Regions from separate parts of the Mus musculus genome. Here regions 2, 3, 4 and 5 are each linked to region 1. A link is a contact called in public HiChIP or PLAC-seq data. All regions are on one chromosome and are shown on one strand. The core of a region is the stretch at or near the end of the contact, and the rest is flanking DNA. Distances in the headings are between cores, read along the strand shown. Region 1 overlaps Arhgef28 (Rho guanine nucleotide exchange factor (GEF) 28). Region 2 overlaps Gfm2 (G elongation factor, mitochondrial 2). Region 3 has its middle 16 kb from the start of Gm33390. Region 4 has its middle 28 kb from the start of Lncenc1. Region 5 has its middle 31 kb from the start of Gm41032.

Region 1 (4,073 bases), core at 661-3,160:
TGTTTTTCTCTCATGTCCTAACCCTGTGACTCTATGTTATTTTCACATGTGAAGTTATGAGGTGAACATAGCACATACACATGTGCATGCTTATGTAAATGTGTAGAAATGAACATGCATGTAAATGAACAGATGCTCAGCAGAGCTATAGCAGATGCAGAAGAGGAGGCAGGGAGGGGACCAGCTGCAGCGAGGGGACCAGCTGCAGTGCACACCTCCTACCGGACTGGATTTTATATGAATCTACAAACTGAGTTGTTTTTAAAGTGCCAAGTATTGATATAAAAGGTTATTTTAACCATAAGTCCTGAAGTCTTTACCTAGGCTTGTAGTTTATTTTGCAGTCTTATAGATGCCAGAGAGTGGCTATTTTCAATTAGTTATACAGTTTAATTACAATGTAGGTTTTGGGGGGGCTTGTATGTGCTAGGCATAGAAATCCAACAGCGTAGGACAGTCTCTGTGTGGTTCTGCAAAAGTAGATTAAACCGTGTGCGACTTAACACATTCTGGCAGAATCTTTTGGCTATGTTAAGTGCCCCTCAGATCTCAAGAAGTTGATTGTTTAAAGAGACAATTTAGTCATAGAAGGCAGACGAAGCACACATAGTTATTCTGCTCTCCTAATAAAAATATTCCCAGAACTTCAGATTTGTATTTTCATGTTCCTGTTCTGGGAATTTTAAAAATCCACTTGCTACAAATACAGAGATTTTCCTTTTTTAGAATATCAGAAAAACTAAGCCAGGACTCAGGGGACAGAAGTAGGAAGATTACAAGCTCAAGGTCAGCCTGGACTGCACAGTACCTATCAGATGTCTCCCTATCCACCCACCTATTCAGCCAACACACACACAGTTACTCGGAGGAAGAAGGAGAGGCTGGTTTGCTGAGAACACCTTCTGTCAGGCTGCTTCCACAGGCTAGCCCACTCGTGTGCACTCTCTCCATCTTGAGAGATGCAGGAATGATGGCCGGGAGGCCAGGCCGGTGGCTGCAGATAATCCTTTGTTGCCTTGAGCTGACTACAGCTCCATCCCAGCAGTGCCTGCTACCATGGGAGTGTGGAGCCTGAGAGACAGAAACCACGCAGTGAAATTTACCAAAGTGATCAATAGCACGAGAGACAGGAAAGAGAAATTTAGGGGCCACACAGTCAAAAGTGTAGATGGTATAGGGACTAGGTTAACTTAGATGAATCTTCCATTTCCTGAGGGCTAGAGCCATGTTTGATGGGGCCACACACTAGAATCCACATGCTGCAGCTTTCTGCCTATCCTGTATCTAAAAGCCACAGAAGACCTTTCTCAGCTTAGCAGGACAGCAGAAGTTCGCAGAACCCGTTCTCAATCCCTGCCTCTGTGCCCAAAGGATGCAAGAGCTCGTAGAAAAGATGAGCAGGAAGCAGAAAAAAAATCTCGGCCACACTAACAATTTTGGGAAGTTTGGGTTTACCATGGTATCTCAACCAGTCTGAAATCCTAGTGGCAAAGTCATGGTTGTCTTCAGGTCACAGCGTGTTGGCCACAGTTAACTTACTTTCCCTAAGGAGACAATAACAAATTATGATTACAATTTACCCTGGGACAAATAGCCCATGGATAGGTTATTTGTTTCCACAGTTCTTTCTCAGTTTTAGTCAAGGTATTATAAAATAACGTTCTCTTTGGATCCTTTCCAACTGGGAACACAGCACACTCATGGTAGCAGAAACATCAACACACTGTAGGTTTCCCATTATCAGCCAGAATGTGAGCTGATGTCTCAGATTGAGCTGTGTAGCCGGGTGCATTTGGGTCACTCTGTTTTCCACCATGGGAGTTTCGCGAGGCCAAGTCATCTCCTGTGGCAGCTGCAGCTGAGGGGAGGTGGGAGGTGTCAGTCGTTCCTAGTCTGCCCTCAGTTGGATGCTATCAGCGACTCCTGTCACAGAGGCGTTGACCGTGTGGCTGGAATGACTCATTCCAGAGTCTTTTCCTTCTGTGACTGTTTGTCATAAAAGTTAACTTTCTCCCAGGGACCAAGCCATCAACCAAGGAGTACACATGGCTCCAGCTGCATATGTAGCAGAGGATGGCCTTGTCATGCATCGAGGGAAGGAGAGATCCTTGGTCCTACAAAGGCTCCATAGATGTCCCAGTGTAGGGGAATGGAGAGTGGGGAGGTGGCAGTGGGTGGGTGGGTGGGTGGAGGAGCACCCTCATAGAAGCAGGGGGAGGGAGGATGTGATAGGGGGTTTCTGGGAGGATGGGAAACAGGGAAAGGGGATAACATTTGAAATGAAAAAGAAAATATCCCCCCCCCCAAAAAAGTTAACTTTCTGGAAAACCCAACAATTTCATATGTATAGGATGTAGTGATTATATTACTTAAAGTCCATAGCTCTTTTAAGAAATCAAGAAGCAAAATAAGCCATAAAATGACTATTTTAAAATATCAAGTAACAAAACCTTAGTTGACGGGAAACAACCATTTGTGTGATTTTAAAACTCACATGCCTCAAACACTTCTCTGTCTCATCATAATCCACAGGGTAAAAAAAAAAAAGCAGTTTTATACAGTGGCCTGTGGAATGTGTTCTGGGATCTTACACTTTATGTCACTGTAAAGGAAAGTTCTGATTATAGCCTAATGGATCCACCTGACATCCCATTAGTGGGCTATGACCATAAAGTCTACAGGCAACCATGAAGAGTGCCTTCCAGGCTTGGACAGAGAAGAGTTGTCACTGTTTCCTAGTGCTGAAAGTAAGATAGTGATGGAGCATCCAGGAAGTGTGCACAGCGATAGAATACCTTGTACTGTAACCGGAAGGTGGCAGACCCACAGTAGGATATTACTGCGCACTGACAGAGTCCACTTCACCAGCGCGGAGACCATAGCTGAAAACTCTAATCAGGCACGCTCTGATGCACGTGTTTCTCCAATCTTAGACTGTGTGTTAGGAGACCATGCAGAATCTTGAACTAGCTATAATCTACTATAACTCCAAACCAATAACATTTATCAGGAATATTTATACCAAGCTTCATTTTTCATTAAAATTAAAGACTCTAACCGACTCAGAGAGGAGCGGAGGGGAGGTGGGAGGTGGGAGGTGTCAGTCGTTCCTAGTCTGCCCTCAGAGGTATGCTATCAGAGCAGCTCCAGTCACAGAGGAGGTGTTGCCTGTGTGGCTGGAATTACTCCTCATTTGAATGAGGAAATAAATAAAGTAGAAACATGCCTCCAGATCTCTCTTCTGCTCCATGCTAAGGAAAAGATTGCAATGAGCTCTTGGAAGAGGAGCCTGCAGTTACTAACAGGTTTCCAAGGGCCTTCCTGTGCCCAGGGACTAACTCAGGGCTAGAAATTGATCTGAAGTTTAAATTATAAGCGTGGAGTAAGAACTCTATTTGAGAGTCATTTAATTTATATAATCAATATTCCACTAAAATAGCCTGTTTAAAAAAAGAAAATCCAAACTGGGCTATTCAAAATTTCATTTTCTGTTGTTTGCAGTCCTAATAAGATGATTTTCCAGTATTGTGTTGGATTAAAAAAAAACCCATCTTCTACCACTGAAACAGCCAAGAAAATATGCTAAAAAGTACATTTCATTTTAATGTACCCATGGCCATCCGGGATCACTCATGACCACCCATGGCCACCCATGACCACCCATGATACCTATGATACCCATGACTACCCATGACCACCCATGACCACCCACGGCCACCCATGACCACCCATGGCCTTGATGCTTAGTGGAATGGTTTAAAATGTAAATGTTATAAGGGACTGAACCTTGAACGTGTACACTTGCATTCTGTCCTCTGACATTATGGTTATGAAAGTTACATGGGAAGAAAAAAGCTGCAATCAGGAAGAATCTTTACATCTTTCTGAGATTTTCAGTGTCTTTAACTTTGGAGATTATTGTCTCATGTGACATCCATGAGGCTTCATGGGTGACTTATTTCTGACCTTTGTCTTGTCCTATCGAGATGAGCGCTTCACTGTCTCTCTGCATGCTCACCTCTGCCCTCCTGGCTCTCCAGCTGTGGGGATGAATACCAACTGCATCTTCCCTG
Region 2 (4,073 bases), core at 689-3,188, 820 kb after region 1:
CAGGGCTGAGGTACTCCCTGCTCACTGTGACCTCGAGACTCATCAGAGGTTCCAGCACCTGTTTGTCAGCTTTCTTCAGGGCCTGAAGAGATTTCATAAACTGAACAAATTTCTATTCCAGTACACGGAAGACAGAGGAAGGCTAATTCCTATATTCCTGAGCAGAGGGCTCTGGGGAGCTCACTGTATAAGGAGCCAAGAAGTTAGAACTTGTACAGTGGCCACATGCTGGAAAGAACAGCACAGGAGAGCACCTCAAAAAGCCAACAACAAAGGCAAGAGTCAAGACAACTGTCTACAAATACTTTCTGTATTTACAGTTTATAATCTTAGACTTCATCGGCCACAGAGGGAACCTGACCATGTTTTCAAGATAAAACAATCATGTGGGAAAGGGTAAATATAAGAGAAAAATGCTTCCTTTAGGGAGGGACTGGCCTCCCAGAGCTGCCCTCTATCCTTTTCAGACTTCTGAACAGTACCTCACTGCAGAGCTTCCACACCAGCAGTAGCTGCAGCCCATCTCGGAGGACTCAGTCTTGTCCCCCACTGGGCCCCAAGCCTAGCTCAGCAGTTTCTTTTCCAAGCACGTCTCTGGCCTTTCTTATTTGCTGATGGCATTAGTAGATCTCAGTTTGCTTAAATGTACTTCTCTGATTTCCTTTTTCCAGCAAACACCAGTATTTCTATTCCTGTTGCTGGCATCTTGATTCAGACATCGTCTAGTTCCTGTCTGTCCTAGACTGTCTTTCCCGTGCCAAATGCCAATCACTTCTGTGTTCTGACTATATATACTTCACTGATCAAAACATTTATTCTCCATTGTTCCCAGAACACAGTTCAAACCTTACTTAGTGCTTGAAAGCTTCAGTGTGACCTGTGACTTTACTCTCCAGTGCTAGGCTAAGGTACTCCCACACTGGGAAACCGCATGGGGGTTGATCAGATCTGGTGGGCCACTGAGGCAGGAGGCAGAAGGCCATGACACTCAGGACAACTCAGGTGATCACATGCATGGAAGATGCTTGGCCTAAATCTGTTGTTCAATGGGACTGATTTGTTTTTGTTTTTTAATGAAAACAATCTTATTTGGACAAATTCAAATATTTGAAATTAAAGGTTTGAGAGATGGTTCAGCAGTTAAGAATACTGTCTGGTCTTGAGTTCAATTACTAGCAACCACATGGTGGCTCACAACCATCTGTAATGGGATTTGATGCCCTCTTCTGGCATGCAGGTGTACACAAAGATAGAGCACTCACATACATAAAATAATCTTTAAAAAGAAGTTGAAATTCACATTAGATTTCCATTGTCCTTTACATTAAAGCCCAATGTCAAGCTGACCTCAGATCTGTCCAGTTAAATCCACCAGGCTTTGGGGCTGGAAAGATGGATTATCTATCTAATTAATATATATATATATATTCCCCTCTCCCCAGCCAGGCTTGTAGCTAACTGTAACATCTCAAAAGTAAAAAAAGGAATGTCTAAACAAGGTGCACTCTTCACAGGCCCAGGTTTTGTTTGGAAAGATCTTTTGGTAAAATCAGAATGTTTTGTTTAACCTTTCTGACCAGTAATTTCTAAAATCTTTCAAATGAAAATTTAGTTTTAGAAATCAAAGATTTCCCATACAAGAGCTAGTTTAAAAGTTTTAAATCCCATTTGTGTGTGTGGTATGTGCTCATGTAGAGGTCATAGGACAACGTTCTGAAGCCACTATGCAGTTCCTGAGCATTAAACTCAGAAGCAGGCTTTTGGTGCTAAGTACCTTTACCCACTGGTACTAGATCTGGGTGGCCCCATGGTGACATAAGGTCTGTGGAATCTGCGGTGCTGGCCTCAGTGCCCATCCTTAATGCAGAGCATGAAGGGTGCTCCGTACCTTCTGCATACACCGTGAGATGCAGGCAGTGACCATAGTTGTGGAGGTGCCAGGGTGAATCATCAGTGAGTGCAACGTCATTGCCACATCCTGGACTGGGGATCCGAGCAGAGGTCCTGGGTGGGGAGAATAAAGCACAACAGTACACACAGTCCAGTAACAAGGAGCAATGCAGCAAGAATTCATGTGAAGTCCAAGCACAGAGAACACTGGCGTGTCTGTAGCACACGGACCAACTCGGAGGCTGAGTGTAACATCAAGGCAGAGTGCACAGTGCACGCTAGTACGCCCAAGATCCTGGCTCAAACTCCAGCATGAGAGAAAAAAAGAAACAGTCACCAGGAGACAGGTGTGTGTCCCTTACCCTGGAGGCATGCACTGTGGACGGCACTTTCAATGGCCTCCCGAGAGGCCTGCAGCAGGTCTTCACCCACACAGTCAGCATACTCGATCTTGGCCACAGCACAGGGCTCTTCTGCTGGCCGGACTTCCAGCTCCGCACTCACCAAGTGCCGCTTGTCTCCAAGCACCCTATCGAGGGTGTCTGCGGACAAACACATGGAAATGCGTGAAGAATAAGGAGGGCCTGCACTCGAGGCTCAACGTTTGCCAGGATAATGAAGGAAGCCAAAGAAAGATGCCAGGAACAGGCTGCCCCAGGAGACTGTCTGCCCTTGCTGAGATTGCTTGTATCTGAGACCCCTCAAAACTAAGTCTTTAAAAGTACCAACCTTGGGGAAAAGGTAACACTCAAATTGTATGACATCTAGAGAGTATAAAAAGCTGATAATAAAAACTATAAACCTTGTTCCTCTGCCAATTTCCAAATTTAAATTTCCTATATTCCTTCAGCAATATTTAATGTTTCTCCCTCCCCCAAAACTAGTAAAGTATTTTCTGAAATACAGAAAAACAGCTTTCCGTGTTTTGTTTTGTTTTGTTTCTGGATAGGGGGTTCTATTTTCTTTGTAAGTACTAGGGACTGAACCCAGAGACTTTGCTCACCTTGAGGTGAAGAGTGACCACTGTTATTTTGCTTAAGGGAACCAAATACAGAAAACCTGAGTGCTGACATTCAGGACAGAAACATAAAAACTGCACCTCCTCTAGAATGCTATCTGTATAGGGACACTGTATTAAATAGCGGAATTATTCATGCACTTCATACAATAAATATGAATTGACTTCAAATTCTTAGTCCCATTTCAGTGGTAAGGGCTGGAACAAGCCAGTGATTTCACTGTCCCACGGCCACTAGAAAACACATTTGTCTGATGGGTGGGGGGGGGGTAGCAGTGGCACCAGGCCTTCTATACTAATTTTTTTTTAATACACACAGTAAAACTGTGGGAGACACTGGAAACTGTGACTTCTGTTTACACAACTAAACACTAAACAAACCCAGAATGTCCAAAATGTTGTATTTTTTACCTGTGGCGCGAACTGAGTTTAAGATGGTTTCCCGGTATGCCACCTGCAGAGGCCCTAGATAGGTCTCTAGGCCATACTCCCTCTTGATACGGTCATGAATAATCTCAATATGCAACTCCCCCATTCCACACAGGACAGTCTGGTAATAAAAAGGAAAAAAAATAAAAATAAAAAAATAAATCAGGGCCGGGCATGGTGGCGCACGCTTTTAATCCCAGCACTCGGGAGGCAGAGGCAGGTGGATTTCTGAGTTCCAGGCCAGCCTGGTCTACAAAGTGATTTCCAGGACAGCCAGGAATATACAAAGAAACCCTGTGTCAAAAAAACAAAAAAATAAAAAAATAAAAATAAACAATAAAAAAAAAAAAACAAAATACTATATATAGAAAAAATAAATGCAAAGTATGATAAAAAGAAATGATGTTCACATATTTAAGTAATTTTCTATTAATTACGACTGAGTTTCTTTTGAAAACTTTCTGAGGGCTCCTACATGAGAATACTACTTCTGACTAGAATATAAACCAAATGCAGTGACCTCTGGGCACTGTCTCTGCCCATGACAGTCTGGTGACCAGCTGGGTAAGTGGCACCAAGTTAGGGTCACACATACTTCCTAACCCCATACCAAACCTGGCTGGAGCAACAGGAGCACAATCAATGCTCGCAACTTCTGGATTATGTCTCTTCTCTTCTTTCTTTGTATGCAGTTTGCTTGTTATTTATTATTATTGTATGTGTGCTATGTTTGTGT
Region 3 (4,073 bases), core at 1,166-3,665, 710 kb after region 1:
CTGGTGATTCTTTCATCATAGTGAATAAATGATGGTTTATAACTTTTTAAAGACTTTCTCTGGTTTGATCAGTTTGGAAATTATTGAGAGTGTGTGACGTGTGTGTGTGTGTGTGTGTGTGTGTGTGTGTGTGTGTGTGCGTGCATGCCTGTGCATGCATGCCAAGAAGCACAGGTGCATCATGACAGTCTTCGGGAGTTAGTTCTCACCTTCTACATGTTGGGCTCTGGCATTCACAAACATGAACACTTTTACCCATTGAACCACTTTTCCGATCTGATTTATGAACTCTTAATAAGATTGCAAAAGTGAAAAACCACTCATTTCAATGACTTCTTTTTATATCTCTAGAAAAGAACTTGCTCGGCCACCAGCATCCGTGCACTTGCTGAGCCTCTTAGCACAGATCTCCATGCTGTGGATCTCCAGTTCACGAGGATACTGGCCACCCAGCTTTCCTGCCTGAGTCCTGCACCCAGTCACTTACTCTTTTCTGTAGGTCAAACTCTGCGAAAGCAGAGACAATTGATTCAGTAGGGACAGAAGCACTCTACCCCTGAATACCGCACTAATGGTTTCTCTACTGCTAGCATCCTTTCTGTCTCTAGCACTAAGTCTAGCACTAGGTGGCCCTGCTGATATGTCTAGCCTTTTAACATTGTAGCACAACGTAGTTATCAACAAAGTTCACACTTGAGAATTTTGCAACTGAGTTACAAAAAAGCAAAAATAATTCTCATAATGTTTTAAATAAGTTTATGATTTTGCATTTGGAGCCTCACTCAGGACTATTCTGTTGTGCATGGGGGCCACAGGCTGCAGGTGGGACCTGCCTGAGAAGGCATGCAGGGGTATATGTGGAGGTGTGCTTCTTCCAGGTGGCTCTCCCTCCTCCTTTTCTCCCTCCTTTCTCCCCACCTCCCCATTAAACACAGGTTTAGGGAAGTGACCTGCAGAAGGAGTCTTCCAGGGGCTTTGCACAACGTCATAAGAACCACCATGGAAGATCTGTCATGAGGCTGTGGGCACCAAACATGGAGATGGAAAGCTGTGTGTGTGTGTGTTCCTCTGCAAACAGGGAATCAGCTCTTATCTGGGGAGTCAGAGCACCTCAAAATTCTCTCCCTGAAAAGTTCCATAAAAGGGTAGGCACACGTTTAGCTGTTTCTTCTTTTCTTATCTCTCTTATTTTCTTCTTTTTTTTCCATCTCAAATCTCTCTTTTATATTTTCATTTGTCCTCCTTGTTATATTTGGAAGACCAATGCTTTATCCCTCTGCTACTCAAAGCTCATTACAGAAGAAAGACTACCTCAGCTTCTGAGAAGATGCCCTCTCATTTCTTCATTCAAACAGTGTACAGTTATTTTCATGAAACGTTCCTAAGAGAGAGAGAGAGAGAGAGAGAGAGAGAGAGAGAGAGAGTCGGTGCTTAAGACTTACCAGGCCAAGGACTTCCTCACAAGGACCCGAAGTCCCAACTAGACCATGAGCTAATCATCCTGTAAACTCCCTTTAGCTTCCTCAGAGTGCAGGTGCAATCTCATTTGAAAGATTAAAATCTCTCCGTTTGCACTCGGGTCAGCTCCTAGCCACGTGCTCAATAACTGTTAAGTGCAAAGAAGTACAAGGTGCTTTGGGCCTCTAAGTTGAATTCCAAGAATTTTGAGTTTACAAAAGGCAAGGAAGTGGGGATTTCAGAATGACAGATATGCTAAGTGGGAGCATTGATTAGGAATCTCAGAAAACCGAGCCTGGGGGAGGGGGAGAGCGTCTCCAGAAAGCCCGCCTGGCTTGCGGTCGTTTCTTAATGTGTGCTAACCTGTGTTTTCAGGAAAGCGCTATTTGCATGCATTTGGTTTTCTAAGGGGCTTTAAAAGGCGCTTAGTTGGGGTTTCAAATGTCTGCCTAAAGCGAAGCCTGTTTTCATCACTCAGGCCAAGTACAATCTTCTTGAACTTAGTGAGTGCTAAAGAAATCAAAGAACATGCACCTGTACCTGCAGGGTTTGCGTAAGTACGTGTATGTGTGCTTGCGTGCTTGCGTGCTTGCGTTCGTGCGTCCGTGAGTGCATGAGTGTGTGTGTGTGTGTGTGTGTGTGTGTGTGTGTGTGTGTGTGTGTGTGTGTGTGTGTGAAGCTGGAATGAAAAATCTAAAGGAAAAAAATAATAAAGCGTTTAGTAGGTTACAGAGCTATCAGTATTTGGTTCTGTGCCAAGAGTTCTTTCTCTAGTTTAGATCACACCGGAAAAATTCATCCATTAAACAAATATTTATTCGGCACCCAGTGCATACCAGGCCTCTTTCTGGTCTTGGTACTGGCGAAATGGCGAGAAGTAAACTGGATAAGCCCTCGGAGCTCTCATGGGGCTTAGTACAACAGGACAAGATGGGATTGTGGGTAGGAGTAAGAACGCGCTACAAGCTGTGGCCGTGAGCAGGGTGAGAGGTCCAGCGAAAGCCAAGGACTGCATGTAGGAGGGAAAGATGCTTGTCTGAAGCCTGGAAGATGGCTAGGAGGGAGGAGAGGGGCCGGTCTAATCTTTCTCCAGCTTTTCCCGGATGTCTTATAATGAATGGCCTTCTCTCTCCAGACTCTGCAGCGCGCCTGCCCAGTCTGCTCATTTCAGCTAAGAGCGCTGTAAACTTTCCATGTAACAACTTCTGATGTCACTGATCACTGTAGCCAGGCAATGATGGGTCCGTAAGAATTAGGATTTGGAGTCCCTAGCCTCCAGTCTTGGAGGGCTCTAAGCGTCTGGCTTCCCAAGTGAAGCTAAAGGGATGCAGGGGTGGCCAAAAAGGACTGAAAAGTGGCTCAGGGAACATGACAATCGGAAGCTTTTCAGGCAATTGAAAAGGAAACAGGGAAGGGAAAAAAAAACCCCTACGTTACCTATGTAACTGGATAATTCTCAATTATATACCACAGACTTCATTGTAATGACTCCGCTTAAATGATGTCAATATCTAAAAGTTCTGGAAAACTCAGCCATTTCCCTTAGTGGCATTTTTTTTTCTGTCTTTCCCCAGAACGGGATCCCTGTTGTTCACTCATTTATCCTATAGCCTGTGCCCTGATGTGTTATTAGTGATAGCTTCAAGTTTTTTTTTTTTTTTCAAGTTTTATAATGTGTGTCTGTCTGCTTTCTATCAGTCTAATACCCAAGGTAATTAACATGTAAAGAGAAAGGGCTTGATCTGACTCCCGGTGTCAGAGTTTCCATCAGGCCTTTAATGTCAATGTCTGGCAGGGGTTTGAAACATCTCAGGATGGAGTAAAACCATTCATTTCATGAGGAAGAAACAAAATCAGAAAGAACAAGAGTAGAGGTCCCACTCTGTCCTTCAAGAGAGGACCCCTACTGTGATTTAAGTTCAGAGTGTCCCCTTCCAGGCCTCTCATAGGACAGCTCTGTGAGACCTTTGAGACTAACCTAAGCCTTCTCCTCCCTAACATACAATGAAGTAAAATGACCCTGTCACACTGTCCTACCCTGAGAGCTCAGCCACGCCTTCCTGCCATGATGCACCTAAACTTCTGAACACAGAAATCAAAATGAACCCCTTGTCCCTTTTTGTCTGATCGTAGCAACGGGAAAGAAAATGAACACAACCTCTGAGACCTGACTCCCTCACTAGTCCCTACCTCTCAAAAGTCCTTTCAGACCTCGGGCGTGGCGGCGCACGCCTTTAATCCTAGCACAGAGGCAGAGGCAGGCGGGTTTCTGAGTTCGAGGCCAGCCTGATCTACACAGTGAGTTCCAGGACAGCCTCGAAAATCCAAAAAAAAAAAAAACAAAACAAAACAAAACAAAACAAAAACAAACAAACAAACAAAAAAAAAACAAGTCCTTTCAAGCCTTAATATGTTATCTTGGGGACCAGAGCCGTCCCACATGGACCTTTAGGAGACAGTCAAGATACAAATCATAGCACGATTTTGAAAGTAGGTTTTGTTTGTTTTAAATTAATTAATTAAAAAAGAAAAAAGAAGAAAATTATAGTTTACATTTGGCTCTTTTATTTTCCAGACTATCTCCAGCCACCAGAATCTTGCTTTTTCTTCCCTCT
Region 4 (4,073 bases), core at 997-3,496, 580 kb after region 1:
TGTTTGAGACTCCTGGTACTGAGATACTGGGTAAGAACAAAGCCAGGCGTGTACACGCCACGAAATCACGGACGCCACTGTAATTGTCTTGTGCTGTCCACAGATGTGCTCATCAGCTGTTCCCCCATCGTGACCAACGCCTTGGTGATCAGCTTCCGAAGAGAAGAGGCCTCTTTTGGCTCTCAGTTTCTGAGGTTTCAGCCCGAGAGCCACTTGGAGATATGGCTTTTAAGCCTTGGTAATGAGGCAGCATGTGGGAGAGTGGAACAAAAGAGCTTCAACGTCCAGAAGGAGAGAGGACGAGGCAGGAGCTCTACCAAGGCCTCTGAGGACCAATGACCTGAAGCGCTCCTGCTAGGCTCCGCCTCCTAAGGTTCTATCACCTCCCAGTAGTCCCATGCTGCCCTCAGACAAAGCATGGACCTTTGAGGACATTTCAGACCTAAATGCTGTCAGCACAGAGCTCATTATGTCTTTTAATTCTTTGAAATGTGAAGAAAAAAATGCTTCTACTGTCTGGGAGGAAGGATGGTACAGAATAAGTGAGTGACGTTCTTAGAATCCTGTGGCCAACCCCAAAGTGGATATACAAGAGCAAAGTGATTCCTGTCGCAGTGATGGTGTGACATTTCAGATAAGCTAGAAGTGGCACGCAGCCAAGGCTTGAGCGCCCTGGCAGAGAAGCAGTTCCTGTGTAATTCTCAGTGTTTCGATCTGAATTATCATCACACCAGCAAAGTGCCCTTAATAACCTGTGAGAATACAGCTGTGTCTCATGGTTGGTTGCACCATCACCACCAACGTCCTTTTAAAAACTCGAAATTCAATTAATCTAAAAGCTTTAGATACGATAAGGTTTGGATTCATTCATACAATACCAAGCATCGAATCGACTCTTTGTCCTTCAGCAGTCCTGGGAATCTGGCAGAAATCTTAAGAAAAACCCTAGTGCCTAAAACCTGCAAGACTAGAAACTCACCATCACTAAATCTAAAGTACGTAGCTACAAATGGGTCAAATGTATGTTCTATGTATTTTATCACAATAAAACATGGAGACATAATTTGCAAAAAGTTATACTTCAGGCTGAAAATGTTAATGATAGTAATAACAGTAGTTAAAAGAAGTAACTACAACATAGAATGTAGAAAGTGTTTCAGAGTTTTATCAATTTTTTTAATATTGTTTACTTTGGGGGGGGGCACACAAGTGCCATGGTGCAGACGTGGAGGTCAGAGGACAACTTGCAATAATCCATTCTCTACTTCCACCATAAGGGACAAAAATCGAACTCTGGTTGCTAGGTTTGGCAGCAAACACAGCCAGCATCTTTACCCTCACTGGCCCACAATGCACCTTTACCCTGATTGGCCCACAAAAGGGAATTTCAAATAGCATTTTGCTCTTGGATTTTCTTTCCCTTTATTTTCTTTTCTAAATGAGCCAATAAAGCCAGTTGTTGATGGCACAGTTAAAACTCCCTTTCACACAGCTACTATGTTGCTAGCAGCTCCTTCTAACCTGTGGGACGCTGAGTCTTTTAGCATTGCAAATTGCTTTGCTTGCTACCTAGTTTTCACCAGTCCTTAGCTGATGTCCTGCTGTCTGCCTCTAGCAGACACTGAGAAAGAGCAAGAAGCAGGAGCAACAAATGACTTTATAGAGTTCAGGGAGAAGCAGCTGCTTTAGATGAGAGGAATCTTCCCGACATTGGGATTGGGAGGTAAAATTGCAAGGGAACTGTGGGCTAAAACGAGAATTCAAAACGAGGTACTAATAACAACCTGTCTAGTCTATGGAAATCTGGTATTCTATACAGATTTACTCTCAATCTGAATATTTTTTAAGCATTAGCTTAAAAATGAAAATGGACCAAAGGTCTTCAAAAGCCTTATTTTGCACAAAATTGCTCAGAATAACAATTCGCAAAAGAAAAGGCCATTTACAATCCCTGACTATTCACCGAGCATCTCTGATTCGTTCAGCAATTTTCTGGCCATTGTAGGTAATAAGATGAAATTGACATGTCCTAGTTCCTCGAGGAATATACCTTCCTTTCAGAAGTCAGAACCCACCTCCATTCCCCCCCAACCCCTCCCGCACACAAGCCTTTACTGAGATAAGACTGTGTGTGCATCAGGGAGCTGAAGAAACGGCTCAGTGCATAAAGCATTTACTGTACAAGTGTGAGAACTAAGTTTAGATTCCTCAGAAACCACATAAAGCTTGGGTGTGGTAGCACGTGTCTGTAACCCAAGCAAACCTATGACCAGATGGGAGGTGGAGACAGAATCCCTGGGAACGCATAGGCCAGCTGCTCTGGAGTGCACAGCAAACAACAACGAGAGGAAAAGGGAAGGCAAACAACAACGAGAGGGAAAGGGAAGGCAAGGACCAATACTGATTATCCTTTGATCTCTACATTCATCCTGTGCTTCACACCATTGGCCGTATGTGCTCGTGTGTGTGTGTGCTCGTGTGTGTGTGTGTGTGTGTGTGCTCATGTGTGTGTCATGCCCTCACATCAGCTTCTCCTCTTACATAAAAGCACACATGCCATTTAAGCCACAGAAATGAGACACTTGAGGGGAGGGGCAGGGGCAGGGGCATCCTCGCAGTACTGCCTCTAGTACTGATCAGTTCAGTAGCTACTGTGAAATCTGTGTGGAGAGTTTCTCGTTTCTGAGCCGTCACCCACAGCCTCAGGACGCAGGTGTAGTACGAATGCTTACACATCCCTCTATGGTCTCTCCATTCGCAGAGGTTGATCTTGTCCTTTAGTCAACAAAGGTGGAAGGAGATTTGCTGTGCATTGAGGACTGACAGATATGAGTCTAGACTGCAGTAGAGTAGGGAAACAGACATGTTGATTGTAGTTACACGGAGAGTTTACATAGCCCCATAGGAATCAGAGCAAGGGAGAAGGGCGTTTCTTTGTGAACTAATACCAGGAGTGGAATAGCTTCTTACATATGAGTGAAGCCCACAAGGTCTTATTGGCATATGACTTTCAATTCATTTTATTTACATAAAAACTGCATAACAAGAGCCCACATTTGACAGTTTAATAAATATACATTTGTGTTGTTTGACCATATAAATCTTTTTTTTCTAACTTCTTCAGACAGTGTCTTGCTATGTTGAATAACAACTTAGCTTCAAATTCAGAATTCTCTTGTCTCAGTCTGCCAAGTATTGGTATTAGAGGCATCACAATATTCAGCTCACATAAAACATTAAACATTACTCTGTTAAAAAAATGTACTAACAGTGCACGCCTTTAATCCCAGCGCTTGGGAGGCAGAGGCAGGCAGATTTCTGAGTTCAAGGCCAGCCTGGTCTACAGAGTGAGTTCCAGGACAGCCAGGGCTACACAGAGAAACCCTGTCTCGAAAACAACAACAAAAAAAGTACTAACAAAAATAAAAACCAAAAGATAATGTGTATTTTCAGATATAAGAAAGTTTAAATTATTTTAATTGTACAGATTTACAGTATATAATGTACAAGCTCAGTATATATATATATACACACACACACACATATAATATATATTACATATATTATATGTGTGTGTGTGTGTGTAATGTAATGATCCAAGCAACCAATAAACATTTCCATCTCCTTAGACATTTTTAAGACTTTTGATTGACTTGTGGTACTTATAGACACAGTATATGTTGTGCAACAGTTTCCTCCAAGACCCATCCATTCCTTCCCTCCAAAGGGAGCTCTGTAAGCTGGAAAGGAACTCAAAATAAATAGCTTCAGGAAGTTCCTGAAACTGAGCAGATTCACTAGGTCCTTCCCTGCCAGAGTGAGCAATCAAAGCTGGAAGTCTCTCTCAAAGCTGCAAAGAGGATTCTGAGGCAATTACCAGCTGCCTGAAAGAAGCAGAAACCAGTCAAGCTGCTTGGAAGAGGTTTAGACCAGAATCAGTTGAAAAGGACACTGTCCATCCTGCTGAGCTACCAGTCGGCTATGCAGTGAGCCGCAGATTTTCCAGCTTTTGTGAGCTGTCACCCATGCTTGGGTGGGCTTTGAGTTATTTCTGCTCCTCTAAGTAACTCCAA
Region 5 (4,073 bases), core at 988-3,487, 510 kb before region 1:
TTCCCAGGTTAAAGGCACAGAAAGGCTGTTGAGGATGTCAACAACAACAACAACAACAACAAATCGGTATTTGCCTCTATGTGCTAAGAGTTAACTGTTTATGATCTGCAAGGGAAGGTAGGACAAAACCCAGATGAGTCTTCAAACTTGACATAAGTGCTGTCAAGATAATTTACCACAGAGCGGAGAGAAAGAAGTGATTTCAAAGGAGTGGGCCTTGAATGAAGATGTGCTGACCAGAGTGGTGGAATATTTGACCAATGATCATTGGAAAGAGGTATTCCAAAGCATTAGAAGGTCCTAGAGAGACCTATGAAGAGAATGGAAGGAGCAGGACTTCTGGCAAAGAGAATGGGACAAATAGGTACTTGAGGTTGGGGAGGGGTTGGAAGCAGAGCTTATCAGGAGGAAGTGTAAGGTAGACAGGCAGAGTGACAAATACTATCAACCCACTCACCAAGCAACCACTATCAACCAAATCAACAACTAACCAGTCAACCTAGTAAGGAACCAACTCGAATAACTGACACCCATCTAATGTGATGGATGTCCTCACTGGGGGAGGATCTCTTCGACCATCAGCCTGGTTAAGTATTGGCAGAGTAAGGCCAAGGAAAGTTGGAGGTGGCAGAAGAGCTGCTAAGCAGAGGAGGTCCTCTCAGCGGCTTGGAGGCATCAGGAAACACATAGGTGTCAGAGGGGAAAAGCAAGGCACAGGGCAAAGTGATAGATAAGTCTTTTAAAAAACTACTTTCTCTAGAATTACTCACAAAAGACAAACAGTAGTTGCCCCCAGTGACAAAAAATTAGCGGGGGCTGAGGAACAAAACTAGAATATTTTCCTATTCTACTTGTTTTGGCTCTTTTCAATAATTGACCTCCTTTCTTACAAAATAAAACCTTAAAGTGTTGTCAGTTGGGGTCCTGGTAGCTTGCTGTGGTAGTGAAAACACCTGTTTTCACAGTGTGAAATTCGGGAGTTTCAGCCTGGGATTAGGCTAAAAAACTCTCAGTGTTTTTCTCCCTCCCACTTGTGATTGCCCAAGCAAACCGAAGCTCCTCCTCACAAGCCCACTTTCTGGTGCTTCTCACTTGATCGCCACTACAGTCTTCAGTGTTGTCTGAGATGCCCAAAGATCACGGACAGTTTGGCTAAGCCAACTCTTAGCTGGCACCAGGCTCAAATCCAGAAGCCAAGGGCCTGTGAATGGCAGAAAGCGGAGGAGAAAGTTCCCTGTCTCTGGCAGTGCTGGATAACCTTCCTTGCTTCTGCCTCAAGTCAAGCTGGAGGTGAGAGGCCACAGGTCCCACCGAGTCCAACCCCTGGGATATCCCCGCTCTTTAAACTTGGGGGAAGAGGCTCCAGTGGGTTTGGTGGCACATTGTGGCCAGGGGTGAACTAGCCCACTGGTCGTTGTCCACCGGACCCCACACGACCTCTGCCCTCTTCCACATACCTGCCCAGGTAGCTCTTTCATTAGCTAAATCCATTTAATTCATTAATTAAATCCATTGACTTCTACTCTTTCTGGAATATTCCACCACAGTCAGGTTTCCCTTCATGGCCTCACGAGGGAAGACATCGAGCCCTCTACAGCTGGCACAAAACAGAACTTCCCACCAGAGCAGAGGGGATAGCTTGGGAGGGACCTTCTAGGTAGTGCAGCTGGTCTGGGGTGGGGGGGCTGTGTCGCCTGCTTGTCGGGAGCTTGGTGCACCCAGGAACCATGCTGCGAGCAAGTGGAGGAGGCCTGGGAACCCCCGAGGCCGCCGGGGTGCACATCCTGCGGCCTTGGCTAGCTTCTTCCATCGGATGGGTACGAACTGGAACTGTCCTAAATGCACCCCCCCACCCCACTTATAGTCTGTTAAATTGACTAATAAACTCAACACAGCGTTTTCTGTGCGGCTTCAAAAACCTCCGTAATTTCGTTAGAAAACGTTGAAATCCAATCCCAAAGTATTCAGCCCAAATGTTTAGTTAAAGTAACCCCGTGGGTTAATAAACTAAACAAAGTCAACCCATGCAAAACTGGAGCAATGAAAACCAGGCTAGATAAACGAAGGGAAGTTTATAAGAACCCTTTCGGAGGAGAAGAAGGTTGGGGGGGGGGGGAGCACGAAGGCACTAGGCACGGAGCTTTAATGTGAAGCATGTGAGCCAGGCTCAGCTTACAGGTACTCGGCCCCTGGCGAAGGGCGCTGTCAGGCGGCATCGCCCAGCGCGGCCCGGGAAACCCTACCCCGCTGCCGCCAGCAGTCGGGCGGCACCGAGGTCCCCGCCCCGCCGTGCGCTCCGCCCGCCCGCACTGCCCGCGGGGACCTGGGGCGACGTTCGTTGCAGCAGACCGGGCGGCGCAGGCCGGCTCCCCAGGAGATGCTCTGTGCAACCCTAGAGGCTGAGCCCCGCTGTCCAGCGCTGCGGGGAGAAGGGCCACGCCTGCCCACCCTCCACTTTCCTCCAGCCCTGGCAGTGGAGTGACAAAGGCGAGCCGCGCCCTTGACCTCCCTCCCTCTAAGGAAGCTCTTGGGAAGAGAGGGGCGGGCTGTGGATCGCCCAGTTACAATTAGTTGCTTTTGCCTGAGCAGTCTGGAGCCGCAGCTCCGGAGGTGGGGGGCGGGGGGATGAGAGAGAGAGAGAGAGAGAGAGAGAGAGAGAGAGAGAGAGAGAGAGAGAGAGAGAGAGAGAGAGACTGAGAGAGACTGACTCTGGATAGGAAGGGCAGGTCAGAAACCAGGACGCCTTGTGTCGCTTTGGGGACTTGAGATGTAAAACCAGTTCATTCTCGGGTCCACCTCGCCCTCCTAGCTGGACGAGCCATCAAAAGAGAAAAGAACGGGGACTGGCGAAGGGGGTGTGGCCCCCCTCCCATCACTCTAACTTCCCTCGCCCCTCGGCCCTCGGAATTTCTAGGAGGGGCGGTCCCAGCCAGCCGAACCCATTCTGGGAGCTGTGCGAAGAGATCAGAGGCAGTACAGGTTCTCGGTTAAATGAACCTTCAGGCGGGGACAATGGCGCGGACCTCACACGGGGGCACCGTGCTTCGCCCCCATCCCCGCTCAGCTGCCCCGTTCTTTTATTCCACGAGGTGAATCCTCCGGAGTCTCCTACGGCCGCCCCGAACCAATGGGCTGACCCGGGAGAGCGCGGGACGCTCAGGAGATAGTTTGAAAGGAGGTGTGGGTTTTAATTTTTAAAGCGTATAATTGGAGGAGAGTTATTTTTTTTTCTTGGCCAAGAAGAGGCGGGGGTGGGGGGGAGAGAAGGAAGAAGAAAGGCAGGGGGGGAAAGTCAGGAAAAACAGAACGCATTTATCTATCAACCGCTAGACAAGACAAAGAGGTTTTAACAACAGTTTGAAAAGAGCGGCCTGTGAATGGTTACTATTCAATTTGTATTTTATTCCCCGCTGGTCATGGAATTGAGATCAGAAGAAAAAGTGAAAACACATGGCCGAGGTCAAGGGATCAGAGAACCACCACACACAGCAAAGGGAAGGGGAGGCAATGGGAACTCGTGTGAAGAAATGGATTATATAAACAGAGCTTACCATCGCCTGCGCCCCATTATCCTGTAATTTACCCTGCATGGGAGCATAGAAATATATTAAACTAGTGATGGCTCTTACCATTTCTTTACAAGCCAGCCTCGTGCCAATCAAGCCTACTATATACTTTGAGACATGTTTAGAATTCTTGAACTAATGTGTTTATTTTAAATATCACAGGGAAATTATTACATCACCAGAAAATAATGCCGGAGCGGGGGTCTGCCGCCCTTTTGAAGTCCTGTTTCAACGAAACATGATTTTAATTACATAATCACTTTGAAACTATAATTATACAATAAACGATGAGGATTAAGCGGGAAGTATAGACTACATTAAAAATTGCTTAGGTCTTGAGAAAACAAACTGAACATGAGGGGGGAAAAGAAAGAGATGAAACCCGAGGTCCTGGGGAGGGGGTTGATAAAGCCTACCACGGCTTTCCTCTGGGCTGCTGAGAGATGGGCGCCTGGGGCTTTTGGCCTGGGCTACAAGCAGACGAGTTTCCTAGTAAACGCTAGCTAA

What was found. HiChIP or PLAC-seq counts read pairs in DNA pulled down with a chosen protein or histone mark.
Region 2: an HNF4G HiChIP or PLAC-seq map of pancreatic cancer cells shows a contact between it and region 1. The contact joins two enhancer-like sites. A contact is called at or near these places in 2 of 115 datasets of contacts at active chromatin or transcription factors (embryonic basal ganglia and pancreatic cancer cells) and 1 of 9 other capture datasets (embryonic stem cells).
Region 3: a contact with region 1 is called in a FOXA1 HiChIP or PLAC-seq map of pancreatic cancer cells. The contact joins two enhancer-like sites. A contact is called at or near these places in 1 of 39 promoter capture datasets (cranial neural crest) and 3 of 115 datasets of contacts at active chromatin or transcription factors (embryonic stem cells and pancreatic cancer cells).
Region 4: a FOXA1 HiChIP or PLAC-seq map of pancreatic cancer cells shows a contact between it and region 1. The contact joins two enhancer-like sites. A contact is called at or near these places in 1 of 115 datasets of contacts at active chromatin or transcription factors (pancreatic cancer cells) and 1 of 9 other capture datasets (embryonic stem cells).
Region 5: an HNF4G HiChIP or PLAC-seq map of pancreatic cancer cells shows a contact between it and region 1. The contact joins two enhancer-like sites. A contact is called at or near these places in 1 of 115 datasets of contacts at active chromatin or transcription factors (pancreatic cancer cells) and 1 of 9 other capture datasets (embryonic stem cells).

Annotation. Positions count from the first base shown.
Region 1 is chr13:97,988,963-97,993,035 of GRCm38.p6, reverse strand. The region is part of intron 11 of Arhgef28 (Rho guanine nucleotide exchange factor (GEF) 28); the gene reads left to right. Among named protein-coding and RNA genes, the nearest start is that of Gm34388, 97 kb to the right of the region's middle. Within about 2 kb of position 1,910, at least 4 of the 459 cell types and tissues checked have an H3K27ac peak or open chromatin away from gene starts, as enhancers often do. A contact at or near this core is called in pancreatic cancer cells, where this site is marked.
Region 2 is chr13:97,170,871-97,174,943 of GRCm38.p6, reverse strand. It overlaps Gfm2 (G elongation factor, mitochondrial 2), which reads right to left. Exons shown (of 21, transcript NM_177266.5): 17 at 3,320-3,458; 18 at 2,253-2,432; 19 at 1,889-2,004; 20 at 1-82. Among named protein-coding and RNA genes, the nearest start is that of Hexb, 25 kb to the left of the region's middle. Within about 2 kb of position 1,938, at least 15 of the 459 cell types and tissues checked have an H3K27ac peak or open chromatin away from gene starts, as enhancers often do. A contact at or near this core is called in pancreatic cancer cells, where this site is marked.
Region 3 is chr13:97,280,658-97,284,730 of GRCm38.p6, reverse strand. No RefSeq gene overlaps it. Among named protein-coding and RNA genes, the nearest start is that of Gm33390, 16 kb to the left of the region's middle. Within about 2 kb of position 2,415, at least 31 of the 459 cell types and tissues checked have an H3K27ac peak or open chromatin away from gene starts, as enhancers often do. A contact at or near this core is called in pancreatic cancer cells, where this site is marked.
Region 4 is chr13:97,405,169-97,409,241 of GRCm38.p6, reverse strand. No RefSeq gene overlaps it. Among named protein-coding and RNA genes, the nearest start is that of Lncenc1, 28 kb to the left of the region's middle. Within about 2 kb of position 2,246, at least 38 of the 459 cell types and tissues checked have an H3K27ac peak or open chromatin away from gene starts, as enhancers often do. A contact at or near this core is called in pancreatic cancer cells, where this site is marked.
Region 5 is chr13:98,503,240-98,507,312 of GRCm38.p6, reverse strand. No RefSeq gene overlaps it. Among named protein-coding and RNA genes, the nearest start is that of Gm41032, 31 kb to the left of the region's middle. Within about 2 kb of position 2,237, at least 75 of the 459 cell types and tissues checked have an H3K27ac peak or open chromatin away from gene starts, as enhancers often do. A contact at or near this core is called in pancreatic cancer cells, where this site is marked.